Regions from separate parts of the Sus scrofa genome. Here region 2 is linked to region 1. A link is a contact called in public HiChIP or PLAC-seq data. All regions are on one chromosome and are shown on one strand. Each heading gives the region's core, a stretch centred on a gene start, on an enhancer-like site or on the middle of the called end of the contact. The rest is flanking DNA. Distances are from core to core; before and after follow the strand shown. Region 1 overlaps MYOF (myoferlin). Region 2 holds the start of MYOF (myoferlin).

Region 1 (7,043 bases), core at 1,320-3,819:
CTCTCTTAAAATATATTGTACAAATTACTAGGAGTTCAAACCTTTTGTCTATTACAAAAAAAGTATTACAGAAGTTTGTCACTGAGTTTTAAAGAGTTTCTGAATAAGAGAGGAGAGATAGAAGGCAAAGATGAGTTTTAGATGATTTTATCTGTACATATGTGAAGGCAGCAGGAAGGTCTCTATGGGGAAAGAGCCACCAGATGTACTTGAAGTGGAGGGACATTTATAGGTTCCTCCAAAGAATCAGAAGGAAGTGGGATCTCAGGCATGGGGAGGGAGTTTGCTCTACTGAGCAGAAAATGTCTTTTCCCCTGAGTGTGAAGGAAAGTTAAGGAGATAAATGAGGGGATAGATGTGTGTGGAGGTGACAACCAGTGGATAAAGGGAGACAGCATGATGACCACCGCAGTCTGCTTGGTGAGTTTCTCATCTGCCGTGAGGTCCCCGTGGAGAAGGCACTCATGATCATGAGGCTCAGGGTGAAAGCAGACAAACCCTCAACAGTTAAAAAAAAATCTATGGAAAAGACCTGCGGTAAGAAGGCTGGAGTTGAAGTCTCCCTGCAAGACTCCAGTTTTCCCCAGCTTTTCTCTACCTCACTGTCCTAACCATGGAAAGGCCCCTGACCTCAGCTCGGGGTGGGTTTCCAGGTCAGATCCGAGGAATTTCTGGCAGGGTCCCTTCATTTGCGCCATCTCCTCTTCTCACTGTCCTCACGCCTTTGACGTTCTCCGGGTCACCTTGGAGACAGCTGGAATGAGTGCCCAGATGCGTGGGAACACATCTTCCTAAAGATCTATACCCGAGTCACAACCCCTCCCAAGTCTGTGTCACCAAAAGGTGTCTCCTTCACCTGCCGCCTCGGGAACACGGAAAATTCTCTGAAGTGTTCAGATAGGTACAGGGTGAGGGCCATCTCTGACTGGATCCCTTTTTGGGGTTTTAGGAGAAGAGGAGGAAGATGGCGGTGACGAGGAGGAGTTGGACAATACCATCAAGGTCCCCGGACCCAAGGGCCCAGGAGGGATGGCGTCGGAAGCTCACCTTGCCCGGAGGCTCACCAAAGGGAGGAGCAGCCGGCGGATGCTGTCTAACAAGCCACAGGACTTCCAGGTAGGGATGGCAGAACCCCCACCCCCCCTGCTTTGCACCACTGTGTTGTCCAGCTTCTGGCAATTGTGGTGTTGCTGGGAGGAGCCACTGCCTGTGGGCGGTGATACAACTAGTAAAAAAGGACATCAGGGCATCAACCCAATAGGAAGAGCTCCCCATCTTTCTTCTGCGTGCAGCAGCAGATGTAGTCAATCCAGATGAGGCTCTTCCATGAACTAAAATCCCCTCTAGTGGTAGGAAGAGCTCATCCAAGAATAGAAGCACAGGTATGGCATTTTTCACAGCTCTGGCCACGTCCGTAGGAAACAGCCATGCAGTGAGTTGGTACCTCTACGGATCCAGGAAGACCTGGTAGGAGGCCAGAGTCTGAGCTATGGCCTCTGCCCTGTTCTGTGCTTTCCTAGGCCAGCTGTGGTGTATTGCAGCCCCACTCCTGATCTTGGTTTTGGCAGCCCCACCCCAGTTCCCAGCTTGGAATGAGCATAGGTGGCCTCTCCCAGTCCGAAACATTGCAAAGCTGGCTGGCCTGAGCAGTAGTCGTTACAGGTGAACAAGCAGAGGCAACACCCGAGGATTCTCTTACCTGTCGTGCTCAGACAGGATCAGTGACAACTCCCCTTCTGTGCTTGCAGATCCGTGTCCGAGTGATCGAGGGCCGGCAATTAAGTGGCAACAACATCAGACCTGTGGTCAAAGTCCACGTCTGTGGTCAGACACACCGAACAAGAATCAAGCGAGGGAACAATCCTTTTTTTGATGAGGTAAACGGGCGAATGCACATCCTGTTCTGTGAGTCGGTTTTATTTATACGCACCTTCCTGGCTTCCACACATGGGAGGGGAACACGTGTACAGACTTAACAAACTTCCAGCAAAACTTCTGCACTAAGAACCACTGGATCTTGAAGTCACAGGGCCTCTTTCATCATTGGTTCCTGGAGCTGCTGGTGTCTTTCTGGTGGTTTTGCAACAAAATCAGGACACAGCCCTTCCTCTCATGTTCTCGTGTCCCTTAAAATGGAGCACATGAAGCACTTACATCTGCCTTTGCTCCTTAATTAGCAGGTGTCTCTGATGGAGGACTCGGTGTGACCAAGTAACCCAACTTTTTTAAAGTGTCAAAACCTATTTGCCTATAAAAATAGCATAGGTTTTTTTTTAAAAAAAAAACAATTATGGGCAAAAAGGGTTTTTTTCTCTCCATACAGAGAATATAGCCTGTTCTATTGACTTCTGCAGCACTCTTCAAAAATACTGAGTACCTTGACAGTTGTTTTCAGTACCACGGAACTCCATGATTAGGGCTGTGAAGAGAAATGATAAGTTTGGGCACTTTCTCATAGACCAGTCTTACTCTGTGAGGAGATGCATTTCTGAGCATTCCCAGGCCTCATGCTCTGTTCTCTGAGCCCAGGCCTTTCCTACTGCAGTTTCCTCTCACAGTTCGTCTGGGTTCCTTACAGCTTGTCATCCCAGCCCTGCCTCTGGTGTTGGTTCTGTTTTCTGACCTCTATTCACACAAGGAGCTGGGTTTTTTTGTGTGATGTTCCTGTTTCTTTCCCTTTGTTCAAACTGGCCACCAGCTTTTAGAGGCCCCATCTTCTTCCCGTTTGTAACTTCTCCTTAGATCAATCGCCAATGACAGCCCAGGGAAGTAGTGTCAAAGCTGACTGGAAAATGAGGTCCTGCTGTATAGCACAGGGAGCTACATCCAATCACTTGGGATAGAATATATGGAAGATGATATGAGAAAAAGAATGTGTGTGTGTGTGTGTGTGTATAAACTGGGTCACTTTGCTGTGTAGCAGCAATTGACAGAACATCGTAAATCAACTATAATAAAAAACTTTTTTAAAGCTAACAGGAGAGGTGGGGGCACGGGAAGTGGATTTGGGAAAGGCTAGGAAAGGGTCATGTTGGAGGGCAAGACTGGATTGCCCAGAGCACGAGATACAGATACGGGATGACTTGATGCCTAAGGCATAGGACCTGTCAGTGCATTTATAACGCAGGACAAATATCTATCCAGCTACCCTCTGAGAAGACCGATAGGAATCTCCACCTCAGAATTTTCTATTTTATTGAATTCTTTCGAGATTCGATTTCTTGGCAAAAGGGAAGACTCAGATAACTGAGCCTCTAAACAGAACAATTCATAATCAACAAAAAGATTTTACTAAAAAAATCCCTAGTTTGCTCACATCTTCTTAACCAAGTGATTAAACTTAGTATCACCGATAGTGGGACGAATGGACATGTGTGACCTGATGTGAGATAATGGAAGTACTCAGCATCACCTGTGTCATTTCTTGTCCAGTAGTCAACTTGGCTCTAACAGTAAGGAAACACTGACGCAAACCCAGATTGTGAGATTCCTCAAAGCAACTGGTCTTGATGGAAATAAACAAAATTAAGCTGGGAGTACTGTTCTAAATAAAAGGAAACTGAAAGGATACAAGTGGATACAATGTAAGATCTGAAGTGGATTTGAAAAAAGAAAATCTAAGAATAATTTTCTCAGGACAACTGTAGAATTTTGAAAATTGACTTATTTGTTAAATTTCTTTTTTTCCTTTTTAGGGCCCCATGTGCAGCATATGGAAGTTCCCAGGCTAGGGGTCGAATCAGAGCTACAGCTGCTGGCCTGTGCCACAGCCATGGCAACGCTGGGTTCTTAACCCAATGAGCAAGGCCAGGGATTGAGCCTGTGTCCTCATGGATACTAGTCAGGTTTATAACCTGCTGAGCCACAATGGGAACTCCTATGTTAAATTTCTTGAGTGTGATAATAGTGTTGTCATTATATAGAGAGATGTGCTTGCTCTCAGGAGATATGTGCAAATGTATTTTTCAGACATAAAGTGTTATATTATCTAGAACCGTCTTCCATATAGCTCAGTTAAAAAAAGATAGAGAGAAAGCCAAAAGCCAGTGTCTCAAAATGGTAATAATTGGCCAATGTAAGTGAAAAAGAGTGTTTATTTGCCGTCTTTCAATTTTTTTTTTCCTGTAAACTTGAAATATTTCTAGTTAAAAAGTGGGAGAAAAGAGTCTCAGTTTAAATAAATGCTCAGGAGTTCCCTGGTGGCTCAGAAGGTTAAGGAGACAGTGTTGTCACTGTTGTGGCTCAGGTTTGATCTCTGGCTCAGGAATTTCTGCATGCCATGGGTGCAGCCAAAAAATAAATGCTCCATTTTTCTCTCTTAACATTAAAGTTTACTGACACCTAAAACTTTAGATTTATGGTATACTCAATTTTCTTCTTTTTAACTCCCTACCTCCCTCCCTTCCTTTCTTCCTTTCTCTTTCTTTCCTCACTCCACTCACACCCATGGCATATGGAAGTTTCTGGGCCAGGGATTGAATCCAAGCTACAGCAGGATCCTTTAACCCACTTGGTCGCAGCAGGAACTCCCCCCATTTTATTTTCCAAGAATCGACCTTCTTAAATTTAGCTGTTACAGTGAGTTAAAATGTGGTCCATACTGACCCTGCTGAGGCACTGCCATTATCTAACGGGAAGAGTTGGCTTTAAAGGTGTTTTGTTTAAAAGAACAAAATTAGAGTCATTGGATAGAAATGATAGCATTAAAAATGGTAGAGAGCCTCAACTTTCCAGATCATGCAAGTCCTAAGACATGAAAAAACCTTAGATCTTTAGTCAGTTACTAGATATCTGATCTCAAGTATACAATTTTATTTAGTTAAATAAACCCTACAGTTGTTTTTTAGCCACTTTTCCCTTTTTTCAACCTTCAGAGTTTATCTTGAAGTTCATGACATTTAAATTTCAGGGCCTTTTCCAAGGTCCTACAATGGGTTCAAATAGTCACACCTAATTTGGGATTGTCTGGTGTTTTTTAGGAAAGCCCCTCAGATTGTAGCATCAGACCCCACTAAACCTTAGTCGACTCCAGCTGACATTCAAACATTTTTCTCTTTTGTTTCAACAGCTGTTTTTCTACAATGTCCACCTGACTCCTTCTGAATTGATGGATGAGATCATCAGCATTCGGGTAACGGGTTGGGCATGGGTTGGAAGGCAGATTTCATTGCCAGATGAAGAGATAATCTTTTCACTGTTCTCCTTTCCTCCAGGTTTATAATTCCCATTCTTTGCGGGCAGATTGTCTGATGGGAGAATTTAAGGTGGGTGTCAACTGTCTGTTTCTTTCAGTGCACATCAAAGATGGGCACTTTCGTATTGAAGATCTGATTCCTGGCCAGGTCTCAGGATGCCCATCTTGGTGATGTGTTAAGGTTACGTGTTAGGCATTGATGCTGTGATCCTTGCTGAAGGCTGAAACGATAGCAGGATATGAATACCCCAGAGGCTAGAGACCAGTTGAGTGTCCTCGACCTGGGTCAAGTAACCTTTGAAGTATAGCACTTAGTGCCTTAAAGCACGATGCCAGGAAGCTGCCATATCCGGGCCCTTCCCAGAGTTCCTACTGTGGATGGAAGCCAATACGCAGCTACAAAGGGAAGGGGGCTTGACTCTGGCAAGAAACCCAATACCAGCTCCACTTTTCAGTGACCCATAGCTCTATCTACAAAGCCAGTTGTTGTATATCTGGAGTATGAAAGGCAAGCCAGAGAAGAGAATCAAGGTGCTTTTCTTAGTAACTCACACTGGAATTAATGACAGATTCTAGTGGATGCCTTCTTAGCAGTTCTACATGGAATGAGCTACTTCTTGAAGTTCTAGAAGTTGATCTGGGTCAGCTAGATGGGTATTCATACTCTCACTGCCATCAGCTAGCCATATGTCAACCTCTCTGACCCTTCATTTTTTTTCCTATAGAGTGGGGTCATTGTGAAGACTAGGCGATAGTGTGTAAAGCACTTGCACAGCCCGTGGCACATTGGAGTACCTGGTCAATGGTTATATTAGCATTAGCATTAGTTGGAGAAGGGAGGAGAGTACTGGATAGGTGGCTTCCTATTGGGGGACCAAAGTCCAGGTTTGCCTGGTACTGAGGGGAACCTCTGAATGTGAGACTTTCTGTGCTGCTAGAAAAGTCCCAAACAAACCAGGACACGTTTGTCACCATGTCCCATCCAGCTCTAAGATTGGCTCATTCATGCAAAATGATGGATCGAGGGCCTTCTTTGTGTCACACGTCAGGCAAGGCATTGGGTCTTCAAAGAGGGTAAGACAGAAATGTTGGGTCTCAAAGACATTGCCTAGTCAAATGCCTTATTTTTAAATGTGGTAATAAGGATGGTTTCAAGAAGTGACTAAACTGATTTTAAAATCTGTTTGAAGTACTTTAAATTATTTTTTCCCAGATTGATGTCGGATTTGTCTATGATGAACCTGGTAAGTGATATCCTTGTGTGAATGTGAATTTCTGGGAATCAAGAAATTTGGGGGATCAAGGAATCAAAAACTTTTTTCTTGATTCAGAAGAGGAAAGGATGCTTGGTGGGAACTATAATAGTAGCTTAGCATGAGTGTTTTTTTTTTTTTTTTAAATCTAAGATGATTATCCTAAACAGTCACTAGCAGGTAACTTTTCTGTTCTGTGAGGATATTTTGATCTTATCAAAGTTGAATTATAAAATCAGTTAATTGGGAGTTCCCATTGTGGCCCAGTAGAAACGAATCTGACTAGTATCCATGAGGATGAGGGTTCAACCCTGGCCTCGCTCAGTGGGTCAGGGATCCGGCGCCGGCATTGCCATGACCTGTGGTGTAGGTCGCAGACGCAGCTCGGATCCTGCGTTGACATTGTTTGGCTGTGGCATAGGCCAGCGGCTGCAGCTCTGATTCAACTAACCTGGGAACTTCCATATGTCACAGATTCGGCTCTAAAAAGCAAATAAAATAAGATAAAATTAAATGTAAAAGTTATTAGCTCTTAGAGAGTCTTGTTTGAGGCACACCAGGACAGGATGTGGGTGGGGAGTTGGTGCAAAGCAGCG
Region 2 (7,043 bases), core at 2,050-4,549, 60 kb before region 1:
ACTAGTATTCAAAACACATACGCAGCTTCTGCAAATTAGTAAGAAAAACAGAGAACTCAATAGAAAAATCCACAACATATTTGAATTTGCATGTCCTATATTAGAAAATGTAAATATGAAAAGGTATGCAACTTCATTAGTAATCTGAAAAATGCAAATTAAAATCCCAATGAAATAGTGTTATAAACTCACCAGACAGGCAAACATTGAAAAATCTAACATCGCCAAGTATATGAACAGGAAGACTTCTACACTGTTGGTGGGAGTGTAAACAGTACAACCACTGTGGAAAACAATTTTGAATTACCTAATAATTTTGAAAATACACATATATGCTTTGATCCATCAATTCCACTCACAGGTTAGACCCAAAATGCAACTCATGCACATTCGTACAAGCGAACACGCACAAGCATGTTCAGAGTAGCCTTGTTTGTTATAGCTTGAAACTCTGAATAATCCAAATGTGTATCAACAGTGAAATGGATTAATAAAATGTGGTACACTTAATATGAGAAAGAGAGTGTGTATAGATGTGTGACTGGGTCACTTTGCTGTACAGCAGAAATTGAAAGAACAATGTAAATCAACTACAATAAAATTTTTTTAAAAAGAAAGGATAGGAGTTTCTGTTATGGCTCTGCAGTAACAAAACTCACTAGTATCTATGAGGATGCAGGTTCGATCCCTGGCCTTGCTCAGTGGGTTAAGGAACCGGCATTGCCATGAGTTGTGGTGTAGGTCACAGACACAGCTCGGATTCTGAGTTGCTGTGGCTGTGGTATAGGCTGGCAGATGCAGTGCCAAGTCAACCCCCAGCCTGGGAACTTCCATGTGCTGTGGGTTTGGCCCTAAAAAGACAAAAAGAAAGAAAGAAAAGAAAGGAAGGAAGGAAGGAGGGGAGCGAGGAAGGATAATATAAAAATATGAAATGAGGGGTTCCTTTCGTGGCGCAGTGGTTAACGAATCCGACTAGGAACCATGAGGTTGCGGGTTCGATCCCTGGCCTTGCTCAGTGGCTTAAGGATCTGGAGTTGCCATGAGCTGTGGTGTAGGTTGCAGAAGCGGCTCAGATTCTGCGTTGCTGTGGCTCTGGCGTAGGCCAGTGGCTATGGTTCCGATTAGACCCCTAGCCTGGGAATCTCCATATGCTGCAGAAGAGACCCTAGAAAAGGCAAAAAGACAAAAAACAAAAAACAAAAAAAAGAAAGAAATGAAAAAAATAAATAAAATGTGGTGCATTCACACACAGGAATGCCTTAGAGAAATGAGAGTAAACAAAATAGAGTTACATGGATGAATCTCACGATACAATGTTGAAATAAAAGAAGCCAAAGACAAAAGAATTCACACTTATATTCCATTTCCCTAAAGGTCATACTATATCAAAGAATTCATTCTGTGTGAATATGTGTATGCATGTACATATACATCCACGTAGGTATAAATGTACATATCTATAAAGTTCATGATGTATAAAATAAGTCCTGTGATCATCATTAAGCAAATCTAAACTATTTGGGGGACAGAAACTACAAAGCAAAGCAAAGAAATGATTACCATAAAAATCAGGACAGTCACTACCTATGGGGTGAAGGAGGTGACTGTGACATATGGGACATCAGAGGGACTTCTGGAGTGCTGATAATGTTCTCTGACTTGACCTGGATGTTTGTTTGTTAAACTGGCACATTTATGTTGTATTCCTTTTTCTGTAAATATATTTTACAATAAAAAGGAGAAATAAAAACCAGCCAGGAAAAAAACAAAAAAAAACACATAGTCTGTATTTCACTAAATATAGACTGTCATTGGTCTATGTGTTCACAAAATACAATAAAGAATATGACATTGGGTTCATTGGTTCTTTATAATAAGCTGTTGAGAAATTCACCGAGACAGAAGAAATCTTGTAGGTAAACCATACTTTTTCAGTGCACTTGAAGTGTTGGCTTACAGATGGATCTTTCTGGTGGTGTGTTCAAAGAAAAAGGAAGTCCTATGTTTTTTCACTCCTAGCTTTAGCCTTTTCTTCTGAAACACAATGAGATCCTGATTTAAACCCAACTTGCATTAACGGAAATGCTATGAAATGCTATGAATAAGCAGGAACTTCTGTTGTGGCTGTGTGGAATTTACTGTGTGCTTTTTGCTGGGCCCCACACATTGATCTTATGACAATCTTCACCTTCATTTTACAGATAACTGCAAAGGAGAGGGGTGTAGAAACCTGTGAGATGACATAGCTCAAAAGTGATGAAGCAGGGACCCCACTCAGGTCTGCCTCCTCCAGGGACTGTAATCACCAGGCTGCACCACCTAACACACCCTTCAAGTTGTAAAGATTCTTGGCTTGGCCAAACTTAGTCAAGCTCCTGAACTTTCTCCTAGGCCCATCTGTGTACTTCCTTGTAAAATTTAGTTTTAGCAAGAACTTTGCTGAGTCAGTTTATCCAGAAATCCCCTCCCTCCTTATCTAATCACTCTCTTTATCTTTTGGGGTTCTTCGTTCTCCATCACTCAGGTGATGTCTGGTCACCATGACTTATGTTCAGTAGGAATCTTGTTAGGTTGTCTGAGCCAGAATCCCCCTTTTCTCCTGAAGTTTCCTCCTAGTAATTTCTATCCACTGACCCCAACCTGCTTCTGGGTTATAAATTCCCACTTGCCCATGCCCTGTTTGGAGTTGAGCCCAATCTCTCTCCCTCCACTGCAAGATTCCAGGGCAGTGGTTCCTAAACCTAATCACTAAAGTCTTCTTTACCCACTTTAACAAGTGCCATTGTTTTTTGTTTTGTTTTGTTTTGTTTTCCTTTAACAAAGGAAAGGAAGACACTGCTGGGATTCAGATCCTGAAAGAGTGGAGTCACTTCTCCATGTTCACTGAAGATTCCCAGCAGTTTGGATGGATCAAGAACACTCAGGTCCCCAGCTCTCACCTCTTCAGGAGTTTTTAGGAAATCCTATGCTGAGGCCTTTTGTAAAGAAAAGGATCAGTCCCAAGACACCAATTTTGTAAACTATTACCGCTTCTGGATTTGGGCTTGCTTGAAATAAACTCTTTTATTTCTCTGCTGTACAATAGGGGGCACCCTTTAGCTGACTTAAAAAAAAAATTCTCTAAATTGATGCTGAGTGGGTGTGTTCCACAGTACTACAGAAGAAAGGGTAAAAGAAAAAAGAAAAAGAAAAAAAAAGAAAAGGATCGATTAAAGTTTTAAAACTCCATGAGATTCAGAATAGAATGGAAAAAAAAAAAAAAAAGAAGAAGAGAATGGAAGGGGTAACGGGAAACCAATTAATGGTGCTTCAAGAATTGTTGCTTTTAGCGGCAGGGTCTCAGGGGTCTCCTGACCTGTCCACGTTTATCAGCTCCGAACCCTTTTCAGTTTCATTTGTTGCCCGTAGTTGTTCTTAGTTGAGGTTTTGTCCCGTTCACTTCCACATTTCTCGAATTCTTAAGTAGGTGCCTGCGGCGCTGCCTTTGGATATCAGTTTACACGTAACCTTCAGTAAATAATCCGTCAGAGACCCACCCATCGCCTCTCCTTCCCCCTTCGCCGGAGAAGTCTTCCCCCGCCTTCTCTCCCCGGGCGGCGCAGCCCGGAGCCCCAGCGCCCAGGTCTTCCTAACTTCATTGCTGAAACTTGCTCTGAACTTCGTTGCTGAAACTTGCTTTTTGCCCATCGAGAGCCATGCTTCGAGTGATTGTGGAATCTGCCAGCAACATCCCTAAAACGAAATTTGGAAAACCGGATCCTATTGTTTCTGTTATTTTTAAAGGTAAGGAAAAGCATTCTTTTTCTCCAGTGCCCTTTGGGAATGTTAGTTTCTTGGGTCCCATTCTTTGAAAGTCAGCGTATAGGTGAATTATAAAAGTCTCTGCGGCTTTAGCTGGAGTTTGTTACCTGTGCAGGTCAGGGGAGAGGACCATTTCTCTGGAAGGCATTTAATTTTCCCCAGGGCTCTGTGATTTCTGAAGGAAAGATTTATTTGTTAATCTCCAAATTCAGGTACCAAAAAGGTCTGCGTTGGTTCAGAGTAAGAGTTTCAGCAGTCTTGTGTGCATTTTTATTGCCTTTGCCTGTGAGAAATGAGTAAAGGAAAAAAAAGCCAATTAAACTTTCCGAGGTATTACTGCTCTGTAAAACAGCCCCCTGCTGCTTTTATTGTGTCTGAGTTTCTGGGAGGTGGAGCAAAATTATTTTGGTTTGTTTTCATGTTCTTTTGTGCCTTTTTGTAATTGTTCTTCATCTCTCCAAAGTTGGGTATTTTTCGTATGTTCTGTAGCTTTTAAACTGCTCGTAGAGCTTGAACAATGCAAGTCTGCAGTTTGGGTATCTAGTTTGGACTTGCTCAATGACTTGGGCAAGTGACTTCATTTCTCTGGATGTCAGTTTTCTTTTCTGCAACACAGGTGAGCGGACTTTAGACTAGGTTGTCTTTAAAAGGCCTTTGTAATCCCAACAGGTTATTTTTCATGACATTTGATGTGATGGAGGGGGACAGGACTGGAGGGTGTGATGGCATACGCCCATGCATTGTAGTGATTCCACTTGGGCTGGAGTGGTGCATCTAAATCTGAATTTAGGAGCGTTATCATTTTCTGTTTGCAAAAGGTTACTGGTAAGATTGCTAGTTAACTTTTTGGCAGTAGGGATGGACAAAGAATGAGAGGAGAGGGCAAAGAAAGTGGGAGCCTTGACGGGCATGCTGTTCCTGACCACACCTTGCCACACTTTTCTTTTCCTCCAGGAAACTACTCCCTTCCAGTTTCTTAGTAAACATGTGCCTTTCTCTTTTCTTTTGTCCATTTTATCTTTATTCCTTTTCTCAAATCTCTCCCTATGAGATGAGTTGAAAAATGCAAGGAAAAAAAAAACAAAACTCAAAGATGTTAAATGGCTGTTTAGTTTAAAAAAAAAGATTTGGGGGACAAAAGTTGGATTTTTTTTTTTTTAATGGCCACACCCAAGCCATATGGAAGTTCCTGGTCCAGGGACTAAATTTACGGTGTAGCTGCATCAGTGCTGGATCCTTTAACCCACTGGGCCAGGCAAGGATTGAAGCCCTGCCTCTGCAGAAACCCAAGCTGCCGCAGTCAGATTTTTTAACCCATTACATCACGGTGGAAACTCCTAAAAGCTGGATTCTTAAAGGACAGTGTGGTTTGAGAATCTGCTTAGTGAATATCATGTAGTCATGTTACATCAGAGTTCCTTTGCATGTATTCTTTCTAAAAATCCTTTTCTCTGGAGCTCCCTAGTGGTCTAGTGGTTAAGGACCTGGCATTGCTATTGCTGTGGTGAAGGTTCAGTCCCTGGCCCGGGAATTTTCACGTTTTGTGGGCATGGCCAAATAAAAAAACCTTTTTCTCTTTTTAATTTTTGATTTTATTTTTATTGAGGTAACATTGGTTAAAACATTTTATAAGCTTCATGTATACAACGTTGTATTTCTGCTTCTGTATACACTACAGCATGCACACCACAAAAAATTTAGTTTCCATCCTTCACCACACAGTTTATCCCCTTTGCCCATTTTACCCTCTTCCCCACTCCTCCTCTGTTCTCTGTATCTACATGGTTAGTTTGGTTTAATTTGTTGGTTTTTCATATTCCACATGTGAGTGAAATCATCGGGTATTCGTCTTTCTCTGTCTAACTTATTTCATTTAGCATAATACCACGGTGTTGCAATGGCAAGATTCCTTTTTTTTTTTTTTTTCTTTTCTTTTTAGGGCTGCACCCACAGCATATGGAAGTTCCCGGGCTAGGGGTTGTAGTAGAGCTACTACAGCTGCTGGCCTCTGCCACAGCCGCAGCAATGCCCTGATCAACTGAGCAAAGTCAGGGATTTAACCCACATCCTCATGGATACTAGTCAGATTTTTTTCTGCTGCACCACAATGGGAACTTCAATATTTTTAACTTTTTTTTAATTGATAAGTAGTATTCTATTGCATATACATACCACATCTTCTTTATCCATTCATCCATTGATGGGCATGTAAATTGTTTTCATACCTTGACTATCGTGAATAATACTGCAGTGAACATAGGGTGCACATTTCTTTTCAAATTAGTGTTTTTGTATTTTTTGGATAAACACCCAGAAGAGGGATAGCTGAAGTATATGGTAGATATATTCTTTTTTTTTTCTTTTTTTTTTTTTTTTTTTGTCTTTTTGCCTTTTCTAGGGCTGCTCCTGTGGCATACGGAGGTTCCCAGGCTAGGGGTCTAATTGGAGCTGTAGCCACTGGCCTACACCACGGCCACAGCAACGCCAGATCTGAGCCAAGTCTGTGACCTACACCACAGCTCAAGGCAACGCCGGATCCTTAACCCAGTGAGCGAGGCCAGGGATCGAATCGGAAACCTCATGGCTCCTAGTTGGATTTGTTAACCACTGAGCCATGACAGGAACTCCTATGGTAGATATATTCTTAATCTTTGAGGAACCTCTGCACTGTTTTCCACAGTGGCTGCACTAATTTACATCCCCACCAACAGTGTATGAGGGTTCCCTTTTCTCCACACCCTCCTCAACATTTGCTATTTCTTGCCTTTTTGATAATAGCCATTCTGATAGGCGTGAGGTGATAGCTCACTGTGGTTTTGTAAATCTTTTTTTTTTTTTTTAATTATTTTCTTGAAGCAGCTATAAAATCAGGAATTAGCACTAAAAGTTTGACATGTAAAGACATGAAAAAATATGTTGGGTTCAATCTGTTAATATATATTTATTTGAGGCAAGTCATATAGATTATAAAGGAATTAGAATTTAACAGTATATTGAAATCTGACTTGTTATTTGTCTGGAGTGTATATGCATTGGTCAAAAATTTTTAATTACTAAAGTATATCTGCCTAAGGCTATGAACATAAATACTCAATTGAAGGTGGAAAACTTTAGTTCAAGTGGACAAATATAGGCTATCTAAACCCTTACATTTACTAGATTATTTAACTTCAGTCTCTTTTCCAGTCTCCTTTGGTTATATAAATTGAGTGGTAAATTCATTCATTTATTAATCTGACAAG

The links. HiChIP or PLAC-seq counts read pairs in DNA pulled down with a chosen protein or histone mark.
Region 2: an H3K27ac HiChIP or PLAC-seq map of alveolar macrophages shows a contact between it and region 1. The contact joins the promoter of MYOF here to the enhancer-like site in region 1. A contact is called at or near these places in 10 of 47 Hi-C or Micro-C datasets (alveolar macrophages, embryonic fibroblasts, mesenchymal stem cells and 5 more) and 1 of 2 datasets of contacts at active chromatin or transcription factors (alveolar macrophages).

Annotation. Positions count from the first base shown.
Region 1 is chr14:104,876,972-104,884,014 of Sscrofa11.1, reverse strand. MYOF (myoferlin) reads left to right here. Exons shown (of 54, transcript XM_021073854.1): 6 at 950-1,116; 7 at 1,749-1,877; 8 at 5,069-5,131; 9 at 5,214-5,264; 10 at 6,408-6,438. Among named protein-coding and RNA genes, the nearest start is that of MYOF, 61 kb to the left of the region's middle. Within about 2 kb of position 2,569, at least 11 of the 83 cell types and tissues checked have an H3K27ac peak or open chromatin away from gene starts, as enhancers often do. A contact at or near this core is called in alveolar macrophages and retroperitoneal adipose tissue, where this site is marked.
Region 2 is chr14:104,937,468-104,944,510 of Sscrofa11.1, reverse strand. MYOF (myoferlin) reads left to right here and starts at 3,299. Exons shown (of 54, transcript XM_021073854.1): 1 at 3,299-3,783. The coding sequence starts at 3,696.